Linked DNA regions of Mus musculus: all the other regions are linked to region 2. A link is a contact called in public HiChIP or PLAC-seq and Micro-C data. All regions are on one chromosome and are shown on one strand. Each heading gives the region's core, a stretch centred on a gene start, on an enhancer-like site or on the middle of the called end of the contact. The rest is flanking DNA. Distances are from core to core; before and after follow the strand shown.

Region 1 (3,598 bases), core at 317-2,816, 380 kb after region 2:
TGAAAGGTGCTATTTTTCCTTGAGGCAAATACTTGGGTTTTGACAGAGAACGTTCTTTTTCCCCCCCCCACCTGTCAATGAACTGCGGTATCAGTGACAGAAATAGAGGCATGTTGGCTCATGAGTGTAAATGCAAGACTTTATACAACCTTTATGTTGTAGGCTACTGAATAGGCTACTTCTTTCTCCTCTTTTTGTAATGTTTGGATGGGAAAGAACCTTGGAAACCCTGTAGTTTGGTCATTGTTAAGGAAGGGGAAACTCAATACTAGAGGGGGGAAGGGAATTACCCAAGAAAGTGCAGAGGACACAGGCTGAGTTCATGATGAAACAATGATCTGAAGCCTGGTGAGTGTTGAGGTGTCCTTTCCACTATTCTGTGTTTGACTCTCCATCACTGAGGTATATGGTAATTTACTTCATGAAAGACACACAACCCATGCTCCTGCACAGTTGCCAGAACTGGAGGGCATATATCACCCGAGAGTCTTATACTCTTATCAAAAAGTGAATGTCTGCCTGGTATTGTCTGAGCACTAAGGTGGTAGAAACAGGAGGACTGGGAATGCAAGTCAACTGGCTGCTGTTAGTGCGCTGTGTCAAAGCAAGTGAATGTATAGAACCGGTGTCAGACATCTGCAATCTAGTTGAGGTAGTAGGATTATGAGTTCAAGACAAACCTAAGCCAGTGTCTTAGAACTGAGAGTTCAAGACAAACCTAAGCTAAATAATGAGTTTAGAGCCAGCTCTGGTGACAGACAAAACAAATCCAAAATGTTGGGGAAGGACTAAGGAAAAGACCAAGACACTGATGTGAGGAGAGTGGGAATTGGAGGACTGAAAGTGAACATAGAAGACAGATAATTGGAAAAGGATCCCAGTTCTGGAGAAAATGAAATAAATAAATAATAAACAAACAAACAAACAAACAAACAAATAAATACAAGGTCGAAGGAAATGTCACAGGTTAAATGAGTCCTCTAGAAGGGAGTGAACTGTTGAGGAGGAGCTGAAGTTTAGCCCAGAAGTTTCCTGAGGAGTAGCAGAACTCTCAGGAGCTGCTATGGACAGCAGAGGATTTGTTGTGGTCCCAGGGAACTTAGGTGTGGCATGATTGGAGGTCACAGAGAAAAAGAGGAGTTCAAATGTCCACAAGCGGGAACTTTCTAACCAACAAGGCTTCCTAGAGAGGGAACTCAGCAGTTCTACTAGGCAACGGGTTCCCAACATTGGTAACTCATGGTTCAGGGCTGAAAAGCATCTGCTAGGGTGTGGCCCCCCAGTCAAGCTCTGGCTCAGACTGGGGGCGGAGTCAGATGGTCGAAACTTGGAGGGAGGGGGGCAGTGAGGAAAGGTGGGAGGGGGCAGAGTGGGCACTAGTGGGGAGTGGGAGTCCTTGGGGAGTTTTGGCCCCGAGCCTGGCCCCCCACGTGGCCAGAGTAGCCTCTCTGGGCTGGGCCGGGCTGGGCGGGGCGATGCCCGAAGCCGCGGGCAGGCTGGCGGGAGGGCGGGGAGAGGCGCGGAAGCCCGGCCACATAAAGGAGCGAGCAGCGCAACGGGGGCGGCTCTTTCCTGGGTGGGGTTTGTAAAGTCGTGGCCCGTTAGCAGGAAGCGGAGCAGTCGCCCAACGCTAGAGTGGGACCCAATCTGAGCACCCGGTTCTCCGGAGTCCTTGCCGAAGTGTACTGCGCGCTCAGAGCAGCCCGACAGTTTCCAGCCAAACTTCACCAACTCCTCTGCCCTTGCCGCCACCATGCCGAAGACGGTGAGTGCCGACAACTAGCGCGGTCGGCCCTGGGGGCTCCAAGCTTGACCCTTGCCACTTTATGGCTTCGGGCTTGGTTGCTCACAGGCCTGCCGGGGATGCTGGGCTGTCCACTAAGGCCCTAGGAAGGAGAAGATAGTGGAGCCCTAATTTGAGCGCTCTAGAGGGTGACAGGGTGTACAAACTAGAAGTGTGGATAAGGAGGAGCCAGCCTTTCTCGGGTTCCAGTTCCCCGCCTCTGGGATGAGACAGTGGAAACTCTTTGAGGGACTGGATCAATCCCCTATTCTAAAGGGTCGTTGGGAACTGGGGAAACGACTTTACTTTTGAGAACATTTCCCCGGCCCAGGAATTGGCGCCTTTCTGTAGCAAAGCTATCACTGTCTCAGAAGAGCCCCCAAGCTTACAGAGAAGCGGGGAGGAGAGAGGAAGTTGCCCAGGGCGGATCCCGCACACCCATCCACCTTTCCCATAACCGCCCCTCTTCTACCCCACTTCTGCTCTGTCCCCTTCCACCGCGTCTTAGCCCCAACTGCTTTCCCCAGGGAAATGAAGATTTGTGAAGGGTCTCATCAACTGGGTTACTTTACCCAGGGGTACAAACACTTCATTAGGCACAAGTCTGTGGAGGGGCCCACACAACCCACTGGAAGACAGGGCAGGTTTCTCTTCCTCTATTAAATCCCTGTCAGACATAGTGCCTCTCTATCCCCTCAGGACCGTTTTGTGAGGTATAGGTTTTCTCCTGTGGGGGCCACACCTATCTAGTGTGGTGGTTGATTTGAGATCTGGTCTCCACCCCACTGGCTGTTGCTCGCAGAAGCCTCCAGGGAGTGAGGCCTAGGGGGGCCGGATGCCCAGTAGGGAGGGGTGGGGGAGGGGTATGTGCTTGACTAATGAGCTCTGCTTGCTTTTGTGCAAGTCACGCCAGGTCCTTGCTCATGAAGGCCCTATGACCACCGTGAATTATGTTTCTTAGGTAATGGGGCTTGCTGGGCTCCCATGTTGTATATTGCTAGCCTACCCATCTCTCTAGTACTGCCTGAGCCTGGTAGAACTGAGACAGTGACTAGGATGCTGGAGAAGGGATGAGGGTGCCTCGGAAGAGAGGAGAGTGAATAGATACAGGAGGTCTTTGTGTCTATATTGAAGTTTCCTTGCTACCCTTACTGTATTCTAGCTACACTGCCTAATCGTCCTTGCCTTCTCAGAACTCTGTTCTTAAGAAATACCAAGGTGGGGTTTTTTTTTGGGGGGGTTCTTTTCTTTTTTTTATTTTTTATTTTTTGAGAGAGTCTCCTGGTCTTATATAAAAGTATACTTTGTGAAAGTATATACATATGTGAAATTACAATTTGCTCCCCTCCTCCACTGCCCTCCTGTCGCCTCCTTCACCCCAAGACTTCCGTTCGGCAGGCAGGTTTCCTTCCTCCCCTCAGTTGTCTTCCCTTCTGTTTTCTTATCACATGTATTCCATTTCGGGGCTTTTTACTTGGGCAGGATCTTACCCTATAACCTAGGCTGGCATGGGACTCCCGATGTAATGTAGGTGGCTTTCAGATTTTTTTTTTTTTTTTTTTTGCCAGTCTTCCTGCTTCAGCCTCCACAGTGCTGAGATTACAGGCTTGAGCCATCATGCCTGGCTTGTTCATTTGTTTTGATAGAGGGTTTGATTCTAGCCAAGGCTGGTTTGAACTCACATTGTAGCCTGAGATATACTTAAAAACTCTTTTGGAAGTAGTTCTTCTCAAGTGCAGGGATTGTAGCCACCACTAAACCCGGCTTCCACTCCTTCTGTACCGTGTACTCAACCATTTCTAAATTATGAAAGAT
Region 2 (3,911 bases), core at 1,225-3,724:
AATTTCTCTTTTGTTGTTGCATTTTACCGTTTTTAAATGAGTAGCAGGATTTTTTCTTTAAAACTATAATTATCCCTCAGATAGAGAATTTTTCCCAAAATCTTTAATATGGCACACAGACATTGCACAATCTGTTTCAAATCTAGCTTGTCTGTACTCAACTCTATTACACAATTATTCTGTTCTGATCATAATATAGACAGAATATATTTAAGTCAAAACCTCTATGGCGGTTTGAGTGAGAATGTTCCTGTATGTTTGTGTATGGTGATGCTGTTTATGGAAATTTAGGAGGTGTAATCTTTATGGAGGAAGTATGTCACTGGAGGCGAGCATTGAAAAATTAAAAGACTCTATGGCACTTACACTTTCTCTGCTTCATGACTGTGGTTCAACATGTGACCTCTCAGACTGCTCCGCTAGCAGCCACACCTGCAGTTTGCTGTCATGCTTCCCTACCACCATAGATTCTAAACCCCAGGAACTGAATGCCCAAAATAAACTCCTCCCCCATAAATTTGTTTTGGTTATGTTATGGTGTTTTATCACACCATTAGAAAACTAATTAAAACACTCTCCTGCTTTTCACAGTCCACATCCTTTAGTTTCACTTTCACATACCTTTTAGTTTGCATGGAATTATGTCTTTTGACAATCTTCTATTCATCTGTTAACATGTAGAGCAGTGTTACCTCTAGCATAAATGTATATGTTTATGAGGAATTTCTTCTTAGTCACTTTGTACATCTACTGTGTCAACACAGGGTTTGTATATGAAGAAGGGTCATTGATTTGCAATTGTAAAGGTGAATAAAAAAGAAAGATGACTATTACTGCTTAGCTTTGTAGAGTACCTCATTAATGGACATAATGACCCTTTATATTTTCTCTAACATTGAAATTATTGATAAATGACTGCAGGTATTACAAATTCCCCATCTCTGGCATATTTACTCTTGTAAATGTGTATCTTCAAAGTTACTTTAGAACCTCATATTAAGCTGCAACCATCAGGAGTATGTGTGGTGTGACTCTGGAGATGTTTTACTATTCTTTTAGAATAAGTCAATTAGTTAAGCAAACATCTACCTCAAATCCCATCTTAAATTTCATCTTAAATTTGCAGTGACTTGAAGGCCAACCATCTGCATGTACTTTTTTGTGTTTATTCAATAAGAAAGTCTTCTTTCTTTACAAATGTGTATAGACACTTCTGTTTGTTGATAGGACTTACTTCTTTATCAATACAATAGATGCAGCTAGAGCATGTGACCAAAGGAAGGCAATTTAGTGTTTAGACACCACTGAAAATACAGTTTTTAAAATATTTACTGGCTCTCTGGTTGCCATAAAGTTTCATTTTAAATTTATAGTCCATTTGAAAATTATATCTTATTAACATTTTTAGGGCTTTGCAAAGGTTTTACATGGCATAGGCTTTTAAATAGTATCTAAAATGTATATTTCATTAGATTATCATTCAGTAGGGTATATTCTGTAAATATGCACATACTATTTATACATTGTATTATGTTCAGAATTAATTACATGTTTTTGTCTTATAATTACACATTACAGAAAAGTTAAGGCTGATTTTCAGAAGATCAATAGCCAGCAGAAAATGACACAAAATGTTTTATGTATAACCATTGTTTAAATGTCAGTTTTTAGTACTAGTCTTTTAACATTAATGAGTAGTTTTGGAAAGATCACTGGATGTTCATTAGTTCCTGGGCTCACACAGATTTCTTTTCCAGATGAAAATAGAAAATGTATGTAGGCATTTTATACACTTCAATCTGAGAATGTGTAAAACCTATCTACAGTTGGGTGACTAAGGTCTGGAATTAGAATGAAACCAGACTACTCTCGGAGGACTTTATTAAGCTAGAATGTTCAACTAGAGAGCAGGCACTTTGTCTTGTATTGTACAGAGTGATGAGCCATTGCAAATAGCTCCTTTTTTATTGAATGCTTACTCTGTGTCACAGTAGGTTATGTATGTTAAGTGCTTCACGTACTTTTTCTCTTCATCCTTATAAGTATTCAGAGTACTGTGTTTCTCATTTACAGTTGAAGAAACAGATTTAGAGAGGTTAGAAAAAGAACAGAAATACAAATTTGGCAGCAATTCCATTCTCCTGACCAGAGGCAAGTGAGAGTTGGGAGTTTTATAAAGATCACTCTGGTAAAGTACAAGAAAAGCCTGCAGGAAAACCATCCATAGTTCACATGCCTATCCAAGGATCTCATCCTAAGTCTCCAGGCCTCTCCATTTCAGAACATCTTGGACCTCTCCTCACGATTCTTTTACCCTGACGTTAGGGCCTGCCTAGGAAGTGGGGTTTTGTTCACTTTTTCTAGGTCGCAAACCAAACTCGTCCGAGATCAGACCGCGGCTCCAGTGGTCCCTGGCGGGGGTGGGGCGCATGCGCGCGGTTGCTAAGAAACGGCGATCCAGGCGCCGCGGTGGTAACTGCGCCGGGGCTGTGTGTGTAGGCAGCAGCGCCAGAGGAAGAGGAGCACGAGGATGCAGCTGCGACCGCGGCCCCAAGAGGGAGCAGCCACTGTTCTGTGGTCGCGGGGCCAAAGCAATTGGAATTAAGCCTGGGGGGTCCTGTTGCTGAGAGGACCGGGGCAGACGGTCCTGCCAGAAGCGCAGGCCTAGTATTCCGGGAGAGTTCGGTCTGCTGGGCGAAGGCCTGCCGCCTTTGCTTCCTCCTGGCCCTCCAAGTCGATGGTGGTGAAGTTGGTGGCCGCCAGGGGCACAAGCGCCAGGCTGGTTCTCTTGCACCCGGCGCTTATCTGGCCCTGCTTGAACAGCTGCGACGCCGCCTCCTCTCTTCCGCGGATCCCACCCTCAGCGGCGGGGGAGGGGGAAAGTTTTCCCCTCCGCAGGGGCTGCATGGTGCGAGGCGACAACAAGACCTTAGGAGAGTAGGGGTGAGTAGTGGCACCGCAGTCTCCTGGTGCTCAAGCTGTTTTCTGGTCTTAGGGTCTCTGGGGCCCCAGCAGGCCAATGAAGCTCTGCACTCTCATTCAGAAGCTTCTGACACCCTTCCTGCATCTGCTCGCGGGTAATTTCTTCCAGTTAGTTTTCCTTTTGAAAGCCGTCACTTTGTGATCTCAATCCTGGCTTCCAGAAACATAGTGTCAGTGATTAAGGCCTGGGGTTGCTTCTTAGATGCTGATGATTCTAAGTACAGTCGTGCACCTTCTTAGTCTCTGGTCTGGAAACAGATTCTTCTAGTGCCCTGTTCACATTTTACTCCTTGTTCTAACTGTGGCTCTGACTCTTGATCACGGGAGACAGCCTGACCTGACCTGAGGCTTGTCAAGAGCCCATCCTCCGCATTGCTGATGCTTCATGACGAAAGAATTGACCAGATAGCTTGAGTGGTACCTTACTTTGCAGTATTGTTTATACTCATGTGCAGTAGGCAAGCCATATGCCTAGCCCCTGATTCTTAGCATGTAAAGCTAGGCAGATATTAGTTATGTTAAATAATAGTGATAATAAGACAAAACTAGTGACATGTCCTATTTGACAACCAAAGTACCACCAAACTTGAGAAGTGGACAAAGTAAAATATTGACAATAGGGGAAACATTTTACAAAGTATTCTTCATCAAAAATGACTCACGTCTTCATTTAAAAATGTGTTGGTGAAACTTAGATACTCTTAATAAAAATAAAGATAGTTGTGACTTATTTGTTCTTCTTAAATTAGAGTATAAGGTATAGTTGAAAATAGTCAACTTCTCTCAAAAACATTTGGCCCAAGACACCCAAAGTGAGACTTTGGATACCATGATTAGATAAGGTTCTAAAGTTGCAAGGCGTTTTTCACAATTATTTTGAGGTGTGAGACTGTTACTTTAAAAGCAGATGTGAAAATTTACAGTTCCCA
Region 3 (3,456 bases), core at 99-2,598, 270 kb before region 2:
AACAGGGCTGTCTACACTTCTCTCAAGGCGAGTCCAGCGACAGGGAGGATGGTCCTGCTGTATTAGTCCCGCTGCCGCCTTTGCCTCCCATGGCTCATCTGGCAAGCTTAGCCCCTCAAAGGGGAGCTCAGGAGAAATCACGCCTTTGGGCGGTCACCAGTGTCAGAGGTGTCTGCAGCAGACAATGACAGCAGTCTGGCAGGCTGGGTATTTTAAGTAACTGAGAAGTTGTAGGATTTGTCTGCCTTATATATACTGTGTGTTCTTTACTACAACGACGGCCCCCTCCGCCTCTAGCAGGGAAATCCCCCCACAATATTGTGCCTATTGCTATTTTAAACCAAAGGCTGGAGAGAAAAAGAAAAAAAAACGCGCCCTATGCCCTACAAGGGAAAAGAGGCGCGTAGGGGGTGGGGGCGGCAACAAAGCGGCCTTGCAGCTCTAACCCAAGGGCCAGTAAGAGCTCCTGGTCCAGCCCGCCTGCAATGGGGGTGGGAGCCAAACGACAGACTGGAGGCCCAGGAGGGGGTGCGGCTGGTTGGGACCATAGGACCAAGGTTCCAGGATAAGTGGGAAGTTCAGAAACCCAACTGTGCTCCCTTGAGGAGGAACAGACTGTGGATATCTTAATCCACCCTAAAGCCAGTCTCAGTCTGGCCATAAGCGAGCGCGCCAGCTTCCTCTGCAGAGGAGAGACATAGGAGATGCACCGCAGAGGGGAGGGGCCACAGCAAGGCCTCGCGGGTGAGCAGCACCGGCCTAACAGCTGTTCCAGAAAATATACTACAAACAAAGATAAGGAGTTCCCGGCCTGCAAATGCGTTCTCCGGGTGCTGGCTAGCGGCGCCCTTCCCGGAACCACGCAACAGCACGTGTGGGCCCATCCCAGCCTCCCATTACAACCTAGAGGCGTAGCCCAGGATAGTCCGCCCGCCTTCCGGCCCTCCCACCCCACCCCCCAGCCACGGTCGCCCGGACCCTAAAGACTAACGGCCGCTGGGCCCTTCGCTGGACAGTACGCAAAGCGAGTTCAAAGAAAGACCAGCAAGAGGCTGGGACTCCGATCAGCCAGGCTCTGGAAACCCTAGTCCAGGAGACCAGAGCGGAGCACGCGGGGATGCACTAGACCTTCAGCAGGATGGCTCTTAGCTGTGTGCAATGCTTACCCTGCCAGGTCCAGCTCCCAGCGCTGTTTATTGTCTGCTGCGCTGCTCCGATTTGAGCTGGAGCCTCTGCTGAGAACGCCACCACTGCTCCTGCCGCAGCCTTCACCGGGACTACAGCAGTCTTCTGCGCCGACTACCCTTCTCCAGGCTCTGGGCAGCTCCCCCATACCCCCTTCACCCCGGACTCCACAGTTATAGGGTGGGACGTCCGTGATATGATTGGCAGGCATACAGTCCAATCATGACGGCTGGAAGGCATGCCCTCGCCCGCCCACTGTTTTCCTTGGTGCTTCTCTCTTTAAATGCAAATAAATCGGGCGTGGTATTGGCAGGGGGGCGGAGAGGTTGTCGAACCCCTTGCAGGGACTCCCTACTTCCGCTCCCACGCGGGGCGGGTTTCAGCGTGGCTACACACCCTACTCCCGGAGCTAGTCCCGCCCAAATGGGACTTGCCAGACTCTTGGAACTCGGTTTCGATTTTGCATACATTCCTCATTCCTTAACTTGGTGCTTTTGCGCTACTGCTCCCAGGTTGCTACCAAAGAGTTTCTCCACTCAGTTCGAGACTAGCTGTGAGAAGTGGGGGAGAAAAGGAAGGAGCCAGAGATTGTGGGGCCTGCAGAAACCTTTAGCACCATGGTTGGCTAATTATTAAGAGTGGCAGCAGGGCCAGGTGGCTGGTCTTCCCAGAGAGGAAATCACCTGTCAGGAAAGTGACCTGCCTCTTGGTCCTCCCACCCCCACACCACCTGGCTCCTTAGCCCTGCACTTTCCTTGCTTGCCCCAGGCTCTTAGGGAAGGCAAGATTGAGGTCAACTACCATCAGTGCTGCCTGGGAAAAGGCACTTCACCTCCGTTACTTAGACTGCCAGTAACTGGGACATATTTGGAATATAGACCTATACTTACCTTTCAGGGTACCTTTCACTTTTCTTCCCTAGGAAAATAACTGTTTTTAGAGTATACTATTTCAATAGTTGGCCTCTCACCTAAATTCCATACCTTCCAACGAACATGGAATGATTCTCAAGATCTCCAGGCGGGCAGTGGTGGCACATGCCTTTAATCCCAGCACTCGGGAGGCAGAGGCATGCGGATTTCTGAGTCTGAGGCTAGTCTGGTCTACAATGTGAGTTCCAGGACAGCCAGGGCTATACAGAGAAACCCTGTCTCCAAAAACAAAAGCAAAATTAAACAAACAAAGATCTCCAGAGCACACTTCATCAATTGTGAGTCTGGTCTGTGCAGATCCCTTTTCTAGATAGGGAAAGAAGTTTTGTGTGAGCCCTAACCAGAGGTCATACTGAGGAACACTGAGGAGGCCTGTCAGACCAGCCTTACAGGCTACTGTGTCTGGAATGTGGCAACGGGCCAGCTGAGCTTAGGCCTCTAACTAGCCTAAAGACATTAAGTGGCATTAGTAACTGCCAGTGCCAGGTGAGCTGGAGCAACAAAGAATCCGGTTGTATAACCAGCTCTGGAATGTACAGAAATCCCAGCTTGAAAACTCCTTCAATGTCTAAAAGGGGAGGGAGAAGTGAATTGAGGGTGAGGATCAGAGAAGGATTAGAAAACAATGGCAGTCCCCACCTCCAACCCCCAATGAATAGTCACCTGTTGCCCTGTTGGATCTTGTCTACCTTGTAAATACACAGAAGCTGAACTAGTGAGACGTGGACTGCTGCCACTGCCTGTGTGAAGCTAAGGAATTGTTGTGGCTGTTAAGGGCTGGCATCTATCTACTCTTCTTTCTGCCTCAGACTTGCTATGAGACCTTGGCCAACCTGGTCTCCCATCGGAGCCAATTATTCGATTTTCCCAAAGAGGTAAGAAACTTGATCAGTTCAACTCAATCCTTTCTATAATATTTCATGACCTTCAATGAGATTCTAGATATCTTCACCAAAAATTTGCAATATGAATCAGAATCAGAGTCCTAGGCCTGGATCTCAGTAAACATTGAATGGCAACCTGCTGCTAACTCAGTATAGCTTTGCTGTAGAAATCATTCCCCCAGCCTGCTTTGAATGGCCGGACTATAACATTTCCTTGGATCTCTGCTTTCCAGCTTTGCAAAACCCCAATTCTCATTTGTTAGGCTGGACATGCCGTATTTCCTATTCATACTCTATCATACTCTGCTAACCTGTGTCTCTGTCATTTGAAACTTGCTCACATTTCAAACAGATTCTTGCTTTGTTTTTTTTTTAATTAGACCAAGATTATTATTTGGAAAAGATAGTTTGAAAATATGGAGTCCAGGGAAACAAAAGACAAGACAATCCTGGAT

What was found. A called contact is a pair of places that touch in the nucleus more often than the background predicts. HiChIP or PLAC-seq counts read pairs in DNA pulled down with a chosen protein or histone mark.
Region 1: an H3K27ac HiChIP or PLAC-seq map of microglia shows a contact between it and region 2, with 5 times the contacts expected there. The contact joins the promoter of Msn here to the promoter of Zc3h12b in region 2. A contact is called at or near these places in 1 of 39 promoter capture datasets (pre-B cells) and 2 of 115 datasets of contacts at active chromatin or transcription factors (the SCID.adh cell line and microglia).
Region 3: a contact with region 2 is called in a Micro-C map of embryonic stem cells, with 7 times the contacts expected there. The contact joins the promoter of Amer1 here to the promoter of Zc3h12b in region 2. A contact is called at or near these places in 2 of 39 promoter capture datasets (cranial neural crest and pre-B cells), 10 of 484 Hi-C or Micro-C datasets (CD4 T cells, LSK cells, the N1E-115 cell line and 4 more) and 4 of 115 datasets of contacts at active chromatin or transcription factors (astrocytes, cardiomyocytes, embryonic limb bud and 1 more).

Annotation. Positions count from the first base shown.
Region 1 is chrX:96,094,479-96,098,076 of GRCm38.p6, forward strand. It overlaps Msn (moesin), which reads left to right and starts at 1,567. Exons shown (of 13, transcript NM_010833.2): 1 at 1,567-1,765. The coding sequence starts at 1,754.
Region 2 is chrX:95,709,204-95,713,114 of GRCm38.p6, forward strand. Zc3h12b (zinc finger CCCH-type containing 12B) reads left to right here and starts at 2,475. Exons shown (of 9, transcript NM_001034907.3): 1 at 2,475-2,943.
Region 3 is chrX:95,443,492-95,446,947 of GRCm38.p6, forward strand. Amer1 (APC membrane recruitment 1) reads right to left here and starts at 1,349. Exons shown (of 2, transcript NM_175179.4): 1 at 1,167-1,349.